Regions from separate parts of the Zea mays genome. Here all the other regions are linked to region 2. A link is a contact called in public Hi-C data. All regions are on one chromosome and are shown on one strand. Each heading gives the region's core, a stretch centred on a gene start, on an enhancer-like site or on the middle of the called end of the contact. The rest is flanking DNA. Distances are from core to core; before and after follow the strand shown. Region 1 holds the start of LOC100277743 (triacylglycerol lipase-like 1). Region 2 holds the start of LOC100283249 (ZIP zinc/iron transport family protein). Region 3 holds the start of LOC100281742 (arginyl-tRNA synthetase).

The links. Hi-C and Micro-C count contacts between places; a contact is called where the count stands out from the background.
Region 1: a contact with region 2 is called in a Hi-C map of ear, with 2.3 times the contacts expected there. The contact joins the promoter of LOC100277743 here to the promoter of LOC100283249 in region 2. A contact is called at or near these places in 2 of 25 Hi-C or Micro-C datasets (ear and leaf).
Region 3: a contact with region 2 is called in a Hi-C map of ear, with 2.0 times the contacts expected there. The contact joins the promoter of LOC100281742 here to the promoter of LOC100283249 in region 2. A contact is called at or near these places in 2 of 25 Hi-C or Micro-C datasets (ear and leaf).

What each region holds. Positions count from the first base shown.
Region 1 is chr8:129,514,395-129,517,271 of Zm-B73-REFERENCE-NAM-5.0, reverse strand. LOC100277743 (triacylglycerol lipase-like 1) reads left to right here and starts at 1,549. Exons shown (of 4, transcript NM_001151235.2): 1 at 1,549-1,987. The coding sequence starts at 1,639.
Region 2 is chr8:129,311,282-129,314,277 of Zm-B73-REFERENCE-NAM-5.0, reverse strand. It overlaps LOC100283249 (ZIP zinc/iron transport family protein), which reads left to right and starts at 1,474. Exons shown (of 2, transcript NM_001156151.2): 1 at 1,474-2,457. The coding sequence starts at 1,582.
Region 3 is chr8:129,128,634-129,131,430 of Zm-B73-REFERENCE-NAM-5.0, reverse strand. It overlaps LOC100281742 (arginyl-tRNA synthetase), which reads left to right and starts at 1,253. Exons shown (of 18, transcript NM_001368092.1): 1 at 1,253-1,350; 2 at 2,177-2,289; 3 at 2,385-2,506; 4 at 2,648-2,723. The coding sequence starts at 1,260.

The sequences.
Region 1 (2,877 bases), core at 300-2,799, 200 kb before region 2:
AACTAGGTTCTCGCAGATGCCGCCAGCTAGCAGCGTGTGACACATTTCGCTGAACAACCCCGGAAAGCAGCAGTACTAGCACACATGATCCACGGGTGCTGACTTGACGAATTTAGCCACGGTCCAGCTAGGAGAGCAGTGCAGGCATCATAGATCATACTGTATCTGCAGCATGATCACACGTTAACCATGCATGCAACCAGTGGCGGACCCAGAAATTGGCCAAGGCCCGGGCCGAAGCGACCATAAACTCTAATAGTAGCATATAAAGAAAAATTGTACGGTGAAACACTGTTATTATAGATGTTAAAGATGATATACAAGTTATAATGTAGCTCTTTCCAAATGTATCATGTCAACATCAACATCAATGTTTCATGCTCCAGAACCTTGAAGGAAATCATATTAAGAACGCGACTTGAAGGAAATCATACGATGATTAAGCCATTCGTCTCATGTCTTATTCCGTAACTCAGTTTTAATGATATTCATAGACGAGAAAACTCTCTCTACATAGGCTCAATCTCAAACTTAGGGGGTGTTTGGTTTGCCCCTGCTAAAATTTAGCCCCTATCACATCGAATGTTTGAACCTCCGTTCGGGGTATTAAATGTAGTCGGATTATAAAACTAATTTCTCAGCCGAAGATTAAAAAGTGAGACGAATCTAGTACAGTTGGTTGGGTCTATATTTCATACTCCTATTTGAAAGTCAAACACTTGATGTGACTCGGGCTAAACTTTAGTCCACAGAACCAAACACCCCCTTAATTTCTAGCCATGTGATCTTGTTTATTTGGTCGCAACTTTTTGATCTTTTATTTGGTGATTATGGTATTAGATGGTTGTATGGAATATCTTGTTTCGTACTCTCTCCGATCTTTTTTATTTGATGTTTGCTAGTGTAAAATTGAACTATCATGCGTCAAATAAAAAGAAAATGGAGGTAGTAGTTTCTAAGCCCTGTGGCTTGTAATTTTTTTGCCTCTTTGGTTTAAAATTATTTGCTAGCTTGGGAATTTTTTTGCTTATCCTAGCTCGATGGTTTGGTCTCTAGTCTCTCCCTCTATCCATCTCTCTAGACTAGCAGGAGCCTAGCATGTGCTGCCCGAGGCCTTGCTACTAGCCTAGTATGTAAATCTGGAGGACACATGTAGGTGGTCGTAGCCTGCTCTTGCTTGCATGTGTGTTATTCTGTGCTTGCGAAGCTTGCACTGTGTCGGATGGATATACATACATATAACTATGACTCAGCAAGGCCAGCGGGCAGAGCTCTTCTAAAAATTTTTGGGCCTGCGCCCCGGGCCGTGGCCCAGGCGGCCATGGGCCTAGGTCCGCCCCTGCATGCAACGACGTACATGTAAACCCTAGAGACCGCCAGCCAATTTATCATAAAGCAATAATTATCGGAGTGTCAGATCAATCGAACAACATGACCCATGTAAGCCCAGCCCACGTTGCTCCTACCCAGATATCGACCCAGCCCAGCCCAGCCCTCTTTGGAGCCCTATAAAAGGCACCCATCATCTCCATCTCAGCCTCGTGCCAGCTTGAGCATTCCACTTTGCTAGCCAGCATACTTACACGTAGCTAGCTTAATCAACAGCAGGAGTAACAGCTAGCGACGACGACCATATATATGGCGGCGAAGCAGGCGGTCGTCGCTGCTGCTGCCTCCGGCCACCCCAAGATGGGGGAGGAGAAGCTGATCATCCGGCCGGAGAAGGTGCGGTTCATAGACGTGCTGTCGATGCTGCTCCTGAGGCGCCCCATCACCAGCTACGCGTTCGTGGAGGCCGGCGACCGGACCGCCGCCGACCTGGGCAGCACGCCCGGCGACTGGCTCGTCGCGCTCACGCAGGTCATCCAGAAGGCGCTCGCCGGCGCCTACTACCCGGCTCTCGTGGTCGGCGCTGTCGTCGAGTTCCTCCTCAACTTCGTCGCGCTCAACAATGGCATACTCGGCATCTTTCTCAACCTCTTCAGATGTACGTCACCACCACACGCACGTGCGGTTTATTATACGCACATTCACATGGGATGGGACTAACATATATATGCCATGCATGCACGAATTAATGTCTGAATATGCTGCGGGTGCGGGCTTGCTAATGATACTAATACGTGCAGCACCTGATGAACAACGCCAATGAACGACCAAAACTTCTTGGACATTTTAGGGAAAAAAACTTGAGGTCGTTATTTTGCAATTAACATAAAAGTTGATATTGACTCGCAAGAGGAATGATGTTCAATTCATTAAGCACGTGTTGTAGCTAATAACGCCACACTGCTTACTGATGTTATGCATGACGTATTAATTATAACGTGCACCGAGAGAAAGAAGAATGCATGCATAGTTACTGAAACTGAAGCGTGTACGAACGTCACAGTACGATGGTCGTCGCAAGGTAAAGTGACAAAGCAGTACAATATGACCCCAGAACGTCTCTCTCTCTCTCTCTCTCTCTCTCTCTCTCTCTCTCTCTCTCTCTCTCTCTCTCCATTATATCGTCTTTCTATTTCTCATCTTTATGGGACGTACGTTCTTCTTATTTCTTGTGCTACAATTTGTTTTCTTTATGTTTTGTTTGTTTTCTCTTCATTATTATTGTATGTGTCCTTTGCTAATTGAGCTTTCTGTTGTGTTAGTTTAAGCATTTGTTAACTTTCTGTGTTAGTTTAAGCATTTGTTTGTGCCTATCTCTTTGTTGTTTCTTATTACACATGATTCTGTTTTCGAACAGATCGTTTTCTTTTTACAAGCCAATTATTAAGGCCCGTCTCTCTTGTTTATTTCTTATGGTTTCGCTTTCCAATTTTTAAGCCAGTTTATGCTAGCAAAAGTGTCTCGGACAAGATCAAGCGCAGAAAATAC
Region 2 (2,996 bases), core at 225-2,724:
TTATGTTCATGTCAAGATCATTGATGTTAATTGGAACATAGAGCTTAACTTGAGAAACACGTGCCACCACAAGGGTTTATGGACGCCCTTGGCTGATTAATTAGGAAAGCTAGTGGAGGACTACCTTACCCGAAAGGGGCAAGGGCAGCAGGGGAGTGGTCAGTGTAGGGAGGTCCTTGGTTGATTTTGCTGCGATGGCGGTCAGGCAAGAACCCTGCATTGGAGCTTCCTATAAACTGTAGCGGGTTTTCTGAAGCTAGTGGAACTTTGTAAAGGCCTCGTAGTGTTACCCTGCCTCGCCTCCTCGGTAGAGGTGTATGGGAAGTCGCGATCCCTTGGCAGATGGGTAACATGACTTGTGGGTAAAGGGTACCACCTCTGCAGAGTGTAAAACTGGTATACTAGCCGAGCTCACGGTCATGAGCAGCTCAGGACTCTCTGATGATTAAATTATGGAACTTAAATTCAATTTTGTCATTTGCATATGCATGAGTTTATTATTAATTTTGTTCTATTATTTATTAAGGTTTGGTATTTACTTACACTTAGTAACTGCTAATAAAATTTTGACCAACTACTTAAAAGCAATGCTCAGCTTTAACCCCTGTCATTGATTAGCCTTACACATCACATGAACTCCCACCTTTGTGAGTTCATGTTCACTGGTTCCCCACAACTTGTTGAGCGATGATCATGTGTGAGCTCACACTTGCTGTCTCACACCCCCCCACAGGAGAAGAGCAGGTAGTTCAGGAGGAGCCACAAGGCGAGGAGTATGATCTGATCTAGGTGGCGTTTCTCAGTTGACATTGGCGCCAACGATCCTAAGTTTGTTTTATGTTTATTCTTTTATTTTGTAATAAGTCTTCCGCTATGTAATAAATACTCTGATTATTGTGACATTTATCTCTATACACTCTGTTATTATATATGTTGTCTTCTTGGCGCATGTATGAGATGCACCTGGCTTTGTTCCTTAAAGCCGGGTGTGACATTATTGATCTATTGACATGCCAGATTGGTATATATTATTCTTATGACAGTCATTGATTATGGTGGATATTACTTTCATTAGGTATATTCTTGCATCTTTTTTCCTCATGTTACATGTCTAGGCTGTTGAAAATATAAGATCATTTCATGTTCTTGCATCTTTTTTCCTCATATTACGCGACCTTTTTATTTGTGGGCTTATGCTCGCACAGAAAAATGGCGAGCAAAGTATTTTCACCATGGCTACATGATCTGAGAATGACGATTGTGTCTAGTGAACGAAGAAGAAGATATCTCTCAAAATAATGTATTTGTGATTGTGTACCATCTCATCGAACGGACATATATAACTAGTGCAGCACGTGACTGACCGCACGTCCCTCTTCCCACACCCCACATATTCCACAAAACCTCTGTGCTACGGCCCTGGCTCTGGCCCACACCGCATTGAAATTAACCATCCCGCACGGCCGCACACTCGTTTCCTCCTCCCAGTCCAAGTCTCCAGCTACGAGCCTACGACTGCCAGGTCTCCGCTTGTCGCCGTCACGCGCGCGCAGGGGCAGGGCGCACCATCCCCGCGCCGCCATGTCCGGCACCGGGTGCCTCCCCACCGACGGCCCGGCCCTATCCCGGGTCTGCCGGGACGGCGCGGCCGCCGCACGGCTCAAGACGGGGTCGCTGCTGGCCATTCTCGTCGCCAGCGCCGTCGGCATCTGCCTCCCCGTCGCGCTCACGCGGGCCTTCCGCGGCAGCCCAAACTACGCGCGGGGCCTGCTCCTCGTCAAGTGCTACGCGGCTGGGGTCATCCTCTCCACCTCGCTCGTCCACGTGCTCCCCGACGCGCACGCCGCCCTCGCCGACTGCGCCGTCGCCTCGCGCAGGCCCTGGAGGGACTTCCCCTTCGCGGGCCTTTTCACCCTCGTCGGCGCGCTGCTCGCGCTCCTCGTCGACCTCTCCGCCTCCTCCCACCTCGAGGCCCACGCCCACGTCGGCGCCCACCACGAAACTCCCTACGCCCCGATCCCGAAGAAGGTACCCGTGTTCGAGCTCGCCGGCGAAATGAGCCCCAAGAAGCGCGCTTTCTTGGGCGACGACCGAGAAGAGGACCCCGCGCCGCACGCCGCCACCAACGGCGCAGACCCGGACCGCGACGACGTGGCGCTCTTCGGACCCAAGAAGGGCGCCCGCAGCGACGAGGTCCCGGCCATCACTGCCGGGTGCCATGCCGTCGCCCATGAAGTGGTGGAGGTAGGGGAGGGGCCCGGTGAGGACGAGGAGGAGGCCAGGAGGAAGCAGAAGATGGTGTCCAAAGTGCTGGAGATTGGGATAGTCTTCCACTCCGTCATCATCGGAGTTACGATGGGGATGTCCCAGGATGTCTGTGCAATCCGGCCACTTGTGGTTGCGCTCTCCTTCCATCAGGTGTTCGAGGGGATGGGCCTGGGCGGATGCATCGCACAGGTGAGAATCAAAACAACCTATAATTGAAGAGCTCAGAGTTGCTGATTTTGTCAATAAACCTAGCAGTGGCTGGAGTGAGATTTAAGTTCATAACTAATTTGCGATTTTTTAGTGCGAATTTAGGTTTTGCAGTATCAGGAACTAGAAAGTTCTAACTTTAACGAATTTGTGATGTCACCGTTCCCTCTCTTATACACTAAGCTAGATAAAATATCATTTGACCAATTGGCTTCCTTCTGGAGTATAATGAACTGATAATCATATCCTTATTAGGGAGGGGGTCACATTGCGTGATTAGCTACCTATATGCTCATGCCTGATATGATAATTTGCACATAGATACGACAAAGAATCATCTCTTATTTTGATTTTTCAGTGAAGTGTTTGGTTGTTTTCAGTTTCAGACTTGGGAATCCGGTCCGCAGTGCATTTCTATATTCTATACTAATTGTTGATTATGATTTGTTTAAGCCCCCTTGTGTCCCCTGATCCCTCCGTCTATGGAGTTTAAAATGATTCCTGGACCCTGGTCGAAGGTT
Region 3 (2,797 bases), core at 4-2,503, 180 kb after region 2:
TGTGTCCGCCATAAAAAGGGGGCCTCGGGCGAGACAGAAGTCTCTCGAGGTCGGCTGCCCTTGGCCGAGGCTAGGCTCGGGTGAAGCGTGATCGAGTCACTCGTGTGGACTGATCCCTGACTTAATCGTACCCATCAGGCCTTTGCAGCTTTATGCTGATGGGGGTTACCAGCTGAGAATTAGGCGTCTTGAGGGTACCCCTAATTATGGTCCCCGACACAACTATAAATGGTCCAAGTGCACATTTTCCTTTCAACATTCGACCCGCAAATTGTGTGTGGTTCGCTCGCGTCCGATTAAGCCGACCCTTTTAGGAGGGGTGCGGTTCGCCCGATCCTCTTCCGTCTCGACCGACCCCTAGGTGCACCTACTTCGCGTTAGGGCTTGAGACTGATGCCACCCCATAGAGTTGACATTGGTCCGCCTGCGCTCGGGGGTTAGTTGGGTCTCATTCAAGCCTCTTTGGAGCGATTTTACTCAGGGCTGTTTTGGTGACCGGGAACCTCCCCATGGATCTCCTCGAATTCCCTAGTCACCAAACTAGCCCTCATCGTGACCCACAAGCCTTGGTGCATGGGTTTTTTTAACCCCGACACAAGCTACCATGCTCTTATATCTACAACTAATAGTTATTTCAACCAAACATATTTTAGTTTTCGCACAACGTCAGTTCATAACAGATTTTTTGTAGCTCACATCTATAATTATATTTTTGGTGGTCTATGACTGAACTAAACATACCCTAATTAAGAGGTGGAAATCCATAATATGTAGCTACTAAATGTAAAATGGCCGAGTTCATATAATATAGGATCTATATTTTATAGAAGTATTATTTTTATCATATATATTTAGACATAATATGTAGCTAAATATAAAGTAAAATTATATAGGAAAATTAAATATCCTATGAAAAGACAGAGTAATATAATTATATATAATACTTCTTCTGTTCTAAATTAAAACCTATTTTAAATAATTACTAGATTCAAACAATATTTGAGTATGTGTTTTACGTGTTTAGATTTATATGTTTTTTCTATATATATGAATATACAAAATTAAGAGTTAAAACGAATAGAAGTACATATATTTGGAAGAAAAAAGGCAAGCCAAACGACCCCTCGACAAGCCTCGCGCCGTCGCGCGGTGCCTGTGTACTGTGAGTCAGTGAGTGTGACTGTCTGTGTCGCGCACGCTACGCTACCTCCTGTGACCGTGAGAGGGGGAGGGGGTATTTAACTGACGGCGGGACGAGGATGCAAGCTCTCGCGGCAGCAGCAACTGCAGTGGCGGCGCCTACCCCCGCGCGCCTCCGTCTCCCGCTCCTCTTCCGCGCCCCGCGCTCCGGTGAGTTCGCTTCCCTCTCTCCTTCCTCCTCGAGCCCTCTTCTCGGACCGCCTCAGCTCGCCGCGGAGAAACAGCCGAGAGGATTTTAGGTTCGGTCTCGGACTCTCGGTGTGAGTGGGACGCGCGGTTTTGGGGGTTTAGGGGTTGGTAGTCCGGGTGGGGCATTAGATTCTAGTTTGAGAGTTCAAAAACCGGAGGGGACTAGAGGGGCTAAAATCGCCTGCATAAGAAGGGGATTTTAGCCAATCCCGTTTTTGACTCCCAAACTAGATGGTGTCTGCGTTTCCGTGGTTTCCCCGTGGATTTTGGAGGGGGCTCGGGGTTCGGATGTTGGGTAAGGCTGGGTTTATAGATTTGCTCTGTACTGGGGCTCACCCTCTCCAATCCCGTTCGCATCAGCGGGGATTAGTGTAGCGTCAGGACTCACGTGCGCTTCTTCTAGATGAATAAATTGCTTTAAATTGTTTTAAATTGTTAACAAACATTGCTTTAAATTGTTAACAACTGGTGAAGGCACTAGATTTGGATTGCATCAGCTGATTGGGATCGTCTGTCAGGAACCTTGAACTTGTCATGCTTTGGGTTCGGTTACTCATGCTCATTTTATTGCTTAATTAATTTGGACTTGGTTTTTTTTTGAACGGCGTCGGTTAATTGTGCCATTTGATTTCGTAATCTGCTTCAAATGAACAGTGTGGGCACATTTGGATTGTTAGTGGATTGGGATAGGAGTGTCACACTTTTATGCTTCCTTTTCAGTTCATTGAAGACTCGCTGCATTGGTTAATTGTTTGATTTGGACTGTTTTCTCGTTCTGGCTAGTCAGGTCACTGTAGACCCGCTTCTTCCTCCAGGCTTCTGCGGATCTCGTGCAGTGCCACCACTATGGGAGACGAGACCTCGACCTCCGTTGCTCCTCAGGAGCAGGAATCCACTGTGGTGAGTGCACTGGGTGGGCTGCTGCCTCTGAAAATGATTGCATTGCTTAATTTTCTTTTCTAGTTTCCCTGCTTCATTTGAATTTAACCATGCAGCGGGCTGGGAGTGTCAAGCAACAGCTCTCCAGGCTGGTCCTTTCATCCCTCCAGACTACATTGCCCGATGTGGAGGTAGAACCGATGGTTGAAGTTTCAGCAAAGTTTGCTGACTACCAGTGGTACCTTGTTTGCATGTTGCCTTACCTGCTGTATCGATCCCTCATACAATCTGACTATTTGTTGCTTCTTTATTAATTATTATAATTAATTAACTTTCCTTCCATGAGCTCATCAATTGATTCTTGCTGAACCATGTGCAGCAACAATGCTATGGGATTATGGTCAAAGGTTAAAGGATCTGGAACAATTTTCAAAAACCCTAATTCCATTGGGCAGGTATTTGTCTGTATACCTTTTTGTTGTATAGACTTACACTAAGTACTTTCTCATAAGACTTGGAACTAATATTT